Regions from separate parts of the Hordeum vulgare genome. Here region 1 is linked to region 2. Evidence: chromatin contacts called from public Hi-C data. All regions are on one chromosome and are shown on one strand. The core of a region is the stretch at or near the end of the contact, and the rest is flanking DNA. Distances in the headings are between cores, read along the strand shown. Region 1 holds the start of LOC123401818 (neurofilament heavy polypeptide-like). Region 2 holds the start of LOC123405485 (BTB/POZ domain-containing protein At2g24240-like).

Evidence for each region. Hi-C and Micro-C count contacts between places; a contact is called where the count stands out from the background.
Region 1: a contact with region 2 is called in a Hi-C map of leaf, with 5 times the contacts expected there. The contact joins the promoter of LOC123401818 here to the promoter of LOC123405485 in region 2. A contact is called at or near these places in 2 of 6 Hi-C or Micro-C datasets (leaf and seedling) and 1 of 1 datasets of contacts at active chromatin or transcription factors (embryo).

The regions. Positions count from the first base shown.
Region 1 is chr6H:356,872,477-356,877,756 of MorexV3_pseudomolecules_assembly, forward strand. LOC123401818 (neurofilament heavy polypeptide-like) reads right to left here and starts at 1,896. Exons shown (of 14, transcript XM_045095667.1): 1 at 1,485-1,896; 2 at 898-1,101; 3 at 639-820; 4 at 1-43. The coding sequence starts at 1,592.
Region 2 is chr6H:356,466,274-356,471,104 of MorexV3_pseudomolecules_assembly, forward strand. It overlaps LOC123405485 (BTB/POZ domain-containing protein At2g24240-like), which reads right to left and starts at 2,547. Exons shown (of 1, transcript XM_045099155.1): 1 at 990-2,547. The coding sequence starts at 2,547. The coding sequence ends at 1,195.

The DNA of each region.
Region 1 (5,280 bases), core at 646-3,145, 410 kb after region 2:
TGTTGTTACCATACATGATATGATAATTTCTGGTTGGTTTGATCTGAACACAGGATGACAAAAAGGTAATCTCCATTAGAATCAGTCCAGAAAAATACGCTGGGTACATGTAAAATGATAGTGTCTCAAGTACCATCATCACGTTAATTTAATTGAACAAACATATCAGCACAACCCAGCTTTGCTGCTGTGAATATAAAAGAAAATGCATCTGCAGCTTTTAACAACTATTACAATTACCAGGAAGGGGAGTGCAGCATTTCCAACATAAAAAGGCAATGCGAGCAACTTGCAGAACAACAACCACTATAATATTGGCAGCTTAGTGTTAGTTTAATGATTTTAAATACATAAAGTTATAATCTTCTTTTAGCAAAAAAGATTGAATAAGATAGAAGGATCTGATGATTCTGCTAGATTGTTAAGAAAAAATGTAGAGGACAGGTACAGCATATTATCAAGAATTTGTCCATTAGAAACACATAACAAGCAAAACCATTTTAGGCAAGTAAAATAACACCTTGGACATGTCAGGAGAATATCAACATAGCTTAGCAAAACTTACTAAACATGCCCAGAAACTAGCAAGAGGACGAAAAGGATAAACTTAAGGTGAATAACTAGAAGTGGCTTCTTACGTCACAGTTGCGAAAAAATGTTTAAACATCTGCAGAATCAGATCATCCAACTCAAGGTCTAACATGACCACGCACGACCGGACCTTTGCCACGGTCTCAAGAATTGAAAGCCTCCTTGAGAAGGACGGGCTCTCAATATCATCCAAATTCTGAAAAGTCCCCACAATTATGGAAAACAAATCCTGAAAAAGTAGACAGCACAGGTCAGGATACAAAGATAGAGAATAAATTAATTTTATAATCAGGAAAGACGCATTACCCTCATAAGATTGTCATCATACGGAGCCTCAGGTGCAGTGATCCTTGTAACCTCAGATATACAAGATGCTATAGCAAGTCTGACCTCGGCATTAGGGTGAGTCAAAAGCTCATTCCTAACCAGGGCATCCATTGCTGGGCGAACAGCAGCAAATGTGCTTGCTGCAGGCGATTGTTCCACATTCATGAGATTTTTCTCGACGTCCTGCATATAGATACGATCAACTTGTTAATTACATGAGCAAGTTTTAAGCTATAATAGCCACTGCCATAATCAGACTCGGCAGTTACTTGAATTCTAAACAGCAGGGTGGATTTCAAGGAAGCCAACACCTCTAACAATAGACCGACATAATCATGTACGTATATCAGTACCCAACAATAGATGAGGCTCTACCAATAACTGAAAACGCTCGCCTTTTTTTTTGCCAGAACCAAGAATTGGACAAAATCAAGAGAAGCAGCGACCAGGTAAACATAAAACTTATTACAATCATCCGAAATCCATACAACCACAACGAGAAACCCTACAGACAGCCGTAACGGATATAGAAAACCAAACACACAAAGTTGAGAGAGAAGGCTCACGTCGAGGAGCTTGAGCAGGCCTTCGGAGTCGGGGGGCGCCTCCTGCAGGCGGGCGCCGACATCCTTGAGTTTCTCCTCAAGGTCGTTGTCCGCCGCGGCCTCCGCCATTTGAGGCGCCGGGAGCGGCGAATCGGGGCGCGGGCCGCCCGGATCGGGGCGCCTGCCCGGAGATCTGCAGCCGCTAGGGTTTCCCCTCGCGGCGAGGTGGGGGCAGGAGGACACGGCGTCCCTCCCACGCGAGGGGCGAGGCTTGAGGGGGCGAGAGGGAGGTGGCGGTGGACGGAGGTGGTGACGAGGGAGATTTGTCCCGCTCCCAACCCCCCGCTCCCTTTCCACGACGGGACGCGATTTGGGTGCGGCTCTCCGTGGCTCGGCCTTGCGAGGGCAAAGGCAGGGTGGTGGAGTGGAGCGGTGTTTGGAATCGGCGGGCGATTTATGGGGGGGTTTGGGCCACTTCGGCGCGGGCGCGGCCTGCCAATTTTGCCCACGGACGCGTCGGGGGCGATCGTGCTCCGCTTTTGGGCGGCCTTGCGTCCGAGCCGCCGCCGCCGCGGGGCAGTGCACGCAGCACCCCGGGGACATCTCGGCCGTCGCTTGCTTGGATCTGGCGGTCCGATGGTTGCCACGCTCCTCCCTCCGGCTGATTTGACTATTTTTTCTACTAGGTTTGCGACCCTCCTGCACACCAAACCATCAATCAACAATAAGAAAGGGGTAAAAACGTGAATTTCTTTTCTCAAAAAAAGGGAAGGCACAAGATGCAACCATGGGGGTGGAAGGTTGCTTGGTACGGGCACTCCGACGATTGCGACGCCCCTCGCTCTCACCGATTTGGCAATTTTCACTAGGTTTCCGGTCTTCCTGCACATCATACCGTCAATCAACAATAAGAAAGGAAAGGTCAAAACCTTGTTTTTCTTTCTCAAAAAAGAGGAGACACGAGATGCAACCAAGGGGGTGGAAGGCTGCTGGGAGCGAGCAGTTCGACGATTGCCACGCCCCTCGCTCTCGCTGATTTGGCAAATTCCACTAGGTTTCCGGTCATCCTGCACATCAACCATCAATCAACAATAAGAAGGGCCAAAATCTTGTTTTTCTTTCTCAAAAAAGAGGGGGCATAAGATGCAACCATGGAAGTGGAAAACCAAACCATAGCGGGACGGTGACGCCGTGGCATCACGGCGGCGCTCCGCCAAGTGGAAGTGACAAATCGATCTTGAAGTCGTCGAAGAAGATAAGACGGAGGGGGCGAAAGGCGGAAATAAGACTAACGAGGAGAAGGGTTGTGATGAGAGATGGAAGACAACGATTCGATGAGTATATGTACAGCTAGGGGTGAGGCGCGGGTCACGGGATTGTCGCATCGAGCTGTTGCTATTGTTTTGCGTAAGAAGTAATGACACGCTATAGTCATGTCTCGTATAAAACGTGCGATAAGTAAGATACCTAATATGTCACGATATATTGGTTGATCTATGCACGAAATAGAAGAGAAGATGATCCTTTAGGGCATCTCCAAAGCGGACCTCAAACCGCCCGCAACCGTCCGGACTAAATGGTCCGGGCGTGTTTAACCATCCAATGCGGGCCTGTATCTGTCCATCGAGCGGTTTGGATGTCCATTTCTGACAAACTCAAGACAAACTGGGGGGGCTTTGCGGGAGTCCGGCAGCAGCCGCGTAGGACTCTGACACCCAAAAAAACCTCCGGGACCCCGCACCCCATCCTGCCGTTTACTTTCCTTCACCTTTTCTCTCATGCCTTCTTCGCCGCTCCACCACCCTGGTTGCCACGCCACACCGTGATACGTCCATTTTGCATCATGATTCCTTATTGATATTTGTGTTATTTTTGTTCATTATTCTCTATTATCATATAATTCTTATGCCCTTTCTCAATGAATATGCAAAGTACAGCGGAAAGAGGGAAATATCTAAAAATTGGAATTCTCGACCCGAAAACCAAGAAAAAGGCAAAAAAATCACGAAACTCCAAATGACCTATAACTTCCCATAGAACTTGTATGGAATATTTAAGAATTATTGGGCCAAAAATATACCATAGGGAAGCCACTTGGTGGCCACAAGCCAACGGGGCGCACCTTATGGCTTATGGGGCCCTATAGGCCTCCTAACGCCCCTCTTCTCCTACATGGTGTGTTTTATCCTAGAAAAAATCATAAGACACCTTTCGGTACGAAGCGTCGTCGTCTCGAGGCAGAAACCTGGGCAGAGGCCCTTTTGCTCTCCGGCAGAGAGATTCTGTGGGGGAAAATTCCCTCCACGAGGCGAAAATCGAAGTCATAGTCATCACCAATGCTTCCTCCTTATTTGGGAGGACCAATCTTCACAACATCTTCACCAACACCATATCATCTCCAACCCTAGTTCATCTCTTGTACTCGATCTTTGTCTCAAAACCTTAGATTGGTACATGTGGGTTACTAGTTGTGTTGATTATATCTTGTAGTTGATGTTTGTTGGATTACTTGGTGGAAGATGTTATGTGTAGATCCTTAATCATTATTATTATACCTCTTATTTTGAACATGTTGATGAAGTGTGAGTAGTTACTATTGTTCTTGTGGACATGGGAGAAGTCTTGTTATAGGTAATCATGTAAAGTTGGTATTTGTTCGATATTTTGATGATATGTATGTTGTTACTACTGTTAGTGGTGTCATGTGAATGTCGACTACATGCCACTTCACCATGTTATGGGCCTAAGGAAAGTCATTGTGGAGTAACAAGTAGATGATGGGTTGCAAGAGTGACAAAAGCTTAAACTCTAGTTTATGTGTTGCTTCATGAGAGGTGCATTTGGATCCTCACGTTTAATGTTATGGTTAGATTTATCTTAATTCTTCTTTCGTAGTTGCGGACGCTTGCGAGAGAGGGTAATCATAAGTTGTTTGTTCAAGTAAGAAAAACAGCTTATCACTGGTCCACCCATATATCAAATTATCAAAGTAGCAAACGCGAATCAACTCAACATGATGAACATGACTAGACAGAAATTCCCATGTGTCCTCGGGAGTGCTTGCTTAATATAAGAGTACTTTCACGCATGTCTTTCCCTACAAAAAGGATTGGGCTACCTTGTTGCACCTTTGCTACTATTGTTACTTGTCACATGTTACGAATTATCTTGCTACAAAACTATCCATCACTATTACTCACATCACTTGTAGAGAATACCTTGCTGAAAACCGCTTGTCATTTCCTTCTGCTCCTCATTGGGTTCGACACTCTTACTTATTGAAAGGACTACGATTGTTCCCCTATACTTGTGGGTCATCACACCCCTCTCAGAACTCGACAAGGACGTCACCTCCAACGGTACACTTAGGTTTCATGTCGCTTCTCCTCCGCCACCGTTCCACACCTCTCCTACGACCCCCGTGCACGTAACATCCCGCTGGTACGATACTCACCATGCTCGACAATTGTTTAGTGAATTGGTCGAGCTAAAAAACGTCACTTCTTCTTTGAAGTGATGGATTCAGATTTGGAGTACATATATGCGTGCTATGTTGAGTCATCTGACATCTCGTCTGATGAGGAGGACTACACACATGAGGTGGTGATGATGTAGGCGGTGCTTGCAGACATGGAGCATGCGGAGGAGCATGTTCTCAATTTCAAGGGATCGATTAAGGGTCATCGAGTGCTCAACTGCAATAGGGCGCACGCCCATTTAACACTAATTGGCGACTACTCCCCCACCCCACCCAATGCCCTCTTCACTCACAAATTTTGTGAGCGGTTTCAGATGCACAAAAATGTCTTCGGTCGTC
Region 2 (4,831 bases), core at 1,297-3,796:
GTGGTCCTTGCTCGAAGCACGGATTCATGTCCGGATTCAAGGGGCATCTATATGTTTCGACAGGCGTAGTGGAGGTTGGATAATAAGAACAAAAATTTCAACATTTCGACTGCCAAACACGTTGAATATAGATTGGCGGAGACTTATGAAGAGCTACCAATGGAATGACACTCAAGAAAGTCACCTAGGAGGATGTGCAAGAGAATATGAAGTCTTATATGCGGATCTACAAGAAACCGCTTACGTCGATGGCGATCCAGGCAATTCCTGCCTTGGTGGAGGTTAATGTTTCATCTCATTTTTCATAAGGTTTGGCACGAGTGCACATCTAGTTGCATGCATATTCTTGAGGTTGGAGAGGTTGACTTGGTTGGGTATGTTGTGTTGCCAGTGGTCTTGGGCCTAGGCACCCTTGTATACGGATCAAACGATGTACGATGCCCCTTAAGTGTTAGCGGGGTGTGTGTGATATTGATCGGTTTTTCATAATTAACTGTGTCATGTATGGTTTTTGGTTCTTGTTTCCTTTATTGACTGAATCAACTCTCTTCTTCTTGATGCAATGTTGGAGCTCCTTCCTCTTACAAGGTTGCGTCAAAAAGACTAGCATAACAAGAAGACAACACCTTTAACAATGTAATGAGGAAGTTTAGTGAAAAGATTTGGCACAATGTGACCTAAAGTTGACTTGTCAAACATTAATATATGAAAGGTGAGTAAGAGTAACTTTTGCTTGGTAATCATTGACATCATAAAGAGATGACAACACTATGCTCATGTCTATACTCATTTTTGGAATTGGAAATACTCCCTCAGTATTTAAATATAAGTCTTTTTAAAGAATTTATTAGAAAATCACATACGGAACAAGATAAATAAATATATATTTTAAAGTATGTCTATATACATCCATATGTAGCCTCTAATGAAAGCTTTACCAAGACTTATACTCGTTCCGTCCCATAATTCTTGTCGTTGTTTTAGTTTAAATTTGAACTGAAACAGTCACAAAAATTATGGAACATAGGGAGTATTTAAAATCGGAAGGAGTACAAGTTTAGTGACAGTTGAATCTTGTCTGGTCATGTCAGAACGATGAGAATGCTACAGCATGTTTCTCCATTGTCAAAACCTCTATCACTAGTTCTTCCCCTTTTGTCTTGATGAAAAATGTAACTGATCCTCGCACAAGTGTCAGATGATCGGCGGTGGCGGCGTTTCCCACACATCGAACACATTCTCCTCGTTATGCAGGGCGAAAAGACGGTCACCCCCAATGGAGAAGTCGCAAATGGCTCCGCCGTCGGTCCCGCGCAGCGTTGAGGTGAGTGCATGGTCGGGGCCACTGAACACCGAAATGGCGTCGTTCGTCGACGCGAACAGCTGGCCGGCGTGCGTGGCGAGCTTGGGATAGCACGTCTCCTCGGCGTGCACCTTCTTCCTGCTCATCAGCTTGCTCCGTGATCTCCACCGCACGGCGCCGGCGTTGCTCCGGAGGTCGAGGAACCCGAGGTCGTCGTACTGGTTGACCACGCAGACGGACCTCCCGTCCTCCATTGCGATGGCGTGGACCGCGTGCTTGTCCTCGAGCGACGCCGGCGTGCCGACATCGCACCACGACCAGACGACCTTCTTGTCCCGGAAATCCAGCAGGCTGATGAAAGAAGAATCCGCCCGCGGAAACATGGTGGCCGCCATGAGCGTCTTGGTGCCGTCCAGCCACTGGAGCTTATCGGCGTCGCCGAGGGCGCAGCCAGGCGGCTCGTAGAAGAAGCCCGTCTGCTCGCCGGTGGTGCCGTCCCACACGCCAATGCCGTACTCGTTGAGCCGGCCCTTGCAGCTCGCAAAGATGCTGCACTCCAGGTCGAAGGCCAGCGCCCCGGGGGTGAAGGACCTGACCTGGCGATCGTGCGCGACGCGGAAGCGGTGGCGCATCTCGCCGGTGAGCGCCGAGAAGGCTGCCACGCCGCCGTCCCGCCTGCCGGGGCGCTCGCGCGCGGCGACGAGGAGCGTGGAGGCGTCGAGGTAGGCCGCGTCGTTGACCGGCGCGTGGTCGAGGTAGACCGGGCGTCGCTCCTCAAGCATCCAGTTATAGACGCGCACGGCGCCGCCGTGCGCGACGCAGCAGCCTCCGTCGGGCGCCGCGCGGACGGCCGTGCCGTCCCCCGGGGCTCGGCCCGGCACGGACGCTGCCAGGCGTAGGCGGTCGCCGTCGAAGTCGGCCCAGCGCGCGGCGCAGACGCGGTCGAGGAGGCCGTAGTAGAGCGCCTCGCGGCAGAGCACGGCGTCGGGGATGTGGGGCGGCACGTGGAGGCCGCCCGTGCGGAGCAGGTCGAGCAGCACCGCGAAGCAGGCCGGGTCGCGGTCAATGAAGTAGTCGGCCTCGTCGCCCGCGGCCGCGGCGTTCCAGGAGGCGTCCAGCATGGCCCCGAGCATGGTGTCCCGCCCCGCGGCAGCGAGCGTGGCGGCCGTGGTCTCGAACACCCGTCCGCCGACGTTCAAGCGCACGCGCCCGCGCCCGCGGCCACCCGGCGATGGCGTGCACATAGTCGGCCGCGCGTAGGCGTAGCGTATAGGGGGTGCGTCGACGGTCGTCTTTTTGTTTTGTTGGGCGGGGCGGGGTGAGCGTAGGAATGACCGGGTCGAGAGTTTGGCCGGAGCATCTTTTTATGGGACGGAGAAAAGGTCGGGCTCGCTCGGGGTCAGGTGGCGACGGAAGCGAGGATTTGGTCGCGCGGGACGTCAGCGCGGCGCAACAGGGGATCGCCGTTCATGTCTGGGGATCGGGTGCCGTGGTCTTGTGGTGGGGCGGCTCGATGGATTATTTGTTTCGGGAGTGGGTTTTGGGTGCGGGGTGGCTCTGTCCCAAGCACCCATTCCCTCGGGGTGCTGACTGTAGTGGATTAGAAAGTTCTGTGGGTCGGGTGGACTTAACTCGTGCACTGAGCAAGCCGACAGCGACTGGACTGTTCGTTGCGGTGAAATCACTAGCGGATCCGGTAAAATCCACTAATGCAACCCTAGGACGTTTTTACAGGAACGTGAAGGTTTCGGCAGTACAGATCCGATAAAAATTGTACTGTAAATTTTAAAACCATTTCGCACTATAAACAGTATATCAGACATGTACAATGGTTGATAAGATAATTTTATCTTAAGACTTGCATGTAATTTAGATATGTCAAAATAAATATATTACTCCATCTATCCATATATATATATATAGGGTCTAATGTGTTTTTCAAGGCTAACTTTGATCATATATTAAATCAATAATATATGACATGCAAGATACACAAAGCATATCCTTAAATTCGTACGTGAAAGAAGCTTTCAATGATATAATTTTCACATTATACATTTCATATACTATTAATCTTATCAATAGTCAAATGCAATCTCAAAAAATGCATTAGGTCCTATACATATGGATGGAGGGAGTACAATGGATCACCTCTTAAGCTATCTTCAATAACTAGTTATTTCTAAAAATACCGTGAGACATATTGTGCTAAGAGATCACTTCTTGTTCTCTCTTAAATAAGAGAAGATAAACTTTTTTTATGAGTTTTCTCTCATTCACTTCATCATTTATCCTACTTTACACTCCTAAGATAGCATTATTGTACATACCCTCAGACCACCATAATACGGACATAGCAAATACAAAGTTCATATTATAAATTAAACCTAAAACAATCCCACAGACGCCGAGGTAGGACATCTTTGCGGACTTGCGGCACGTGTAAGCGAGGGCGTGCTCTTTCTTTGAGGAGGCACCTTTTCTCCGGTTGTCATCGCGCGCTCTACGGCGAGGAGCTCGATCGGCATCCACCTCCATGTGTGTATAAAAAGGGTGTGTGGAACTCATTGAAGTCGGCCCAAGGGGTCCGCCCGCCGTTATGGGAGAGCCGGCTCCGTCGCAGGCTTGCTTGGAGCGACATGGCTCGATGGCAAGCCGGATGGAGCTATCGGAATCCATGTCGCGGCGTCCGAACTTGCGTTGCGGTGTCCCGCCACGCCCGCGAGCAGCTCCACCCAGTGAAGAGAAGAAAAGAAGGCGGAAAGTGGCGGGATTTGACACCGGAGTTCAGGTGCGGAGTGTGGTAGCGACGGTGGAGGAGATCGGGTTTGCATCTGATAAAACGGAGCAGAAGCCGTAGATATAGCAACGGAGCGGTCGCTTTGCAGTTAGCCTGTAAAAAATTTGCGGGCCGGGTTAAGTTTAGCGGACCTATCCGGGCCAAAAGAAAAAAAGGCTTCATGACTAGAGATGCTCTTGCGAGAAGACTTCTGATTGCTTATCTATGACGGATGAACTAAGGGATGTGCAAGTTTGTTACCACAATTATACTCGGAAGAAGAAAGCATCCATATATGTTGATTCCTCAATTATATCCTCCACCTACTTGACATCTTAGGGCTACTCCAACACATGACCCCAAATCTACGTCTGTTTTGTGTGAATTTTGTTTGTTTGAAGGTGGCAATGAGGCGGCGGCCGCGTGCATATCTGGATGCGCCAGTCGTGTGCCCAATGCATGGTCGAATCTTGACTGTATCTCGCCCGCAAATATTTTTTTGCCGCATTTCTTATTATTTTCATCAATGATATTTTTGATACATTGAAGTACATTGACCAAATCTTGACTAGAGTAGTAAGACCAGACAAAACAAGAACTATAAGAAGACATTAAAAAAAATCCAACTTTCATAACTCTTCCTGCAAGTTAGATTAGTATCTTCTCGATTCCTTGATTGTTGATCCCCGGATTCTCGATCTTACATGCGTATTTCTTCTTCGAGTCTAAAGAAGTAGACGTTACTTCTT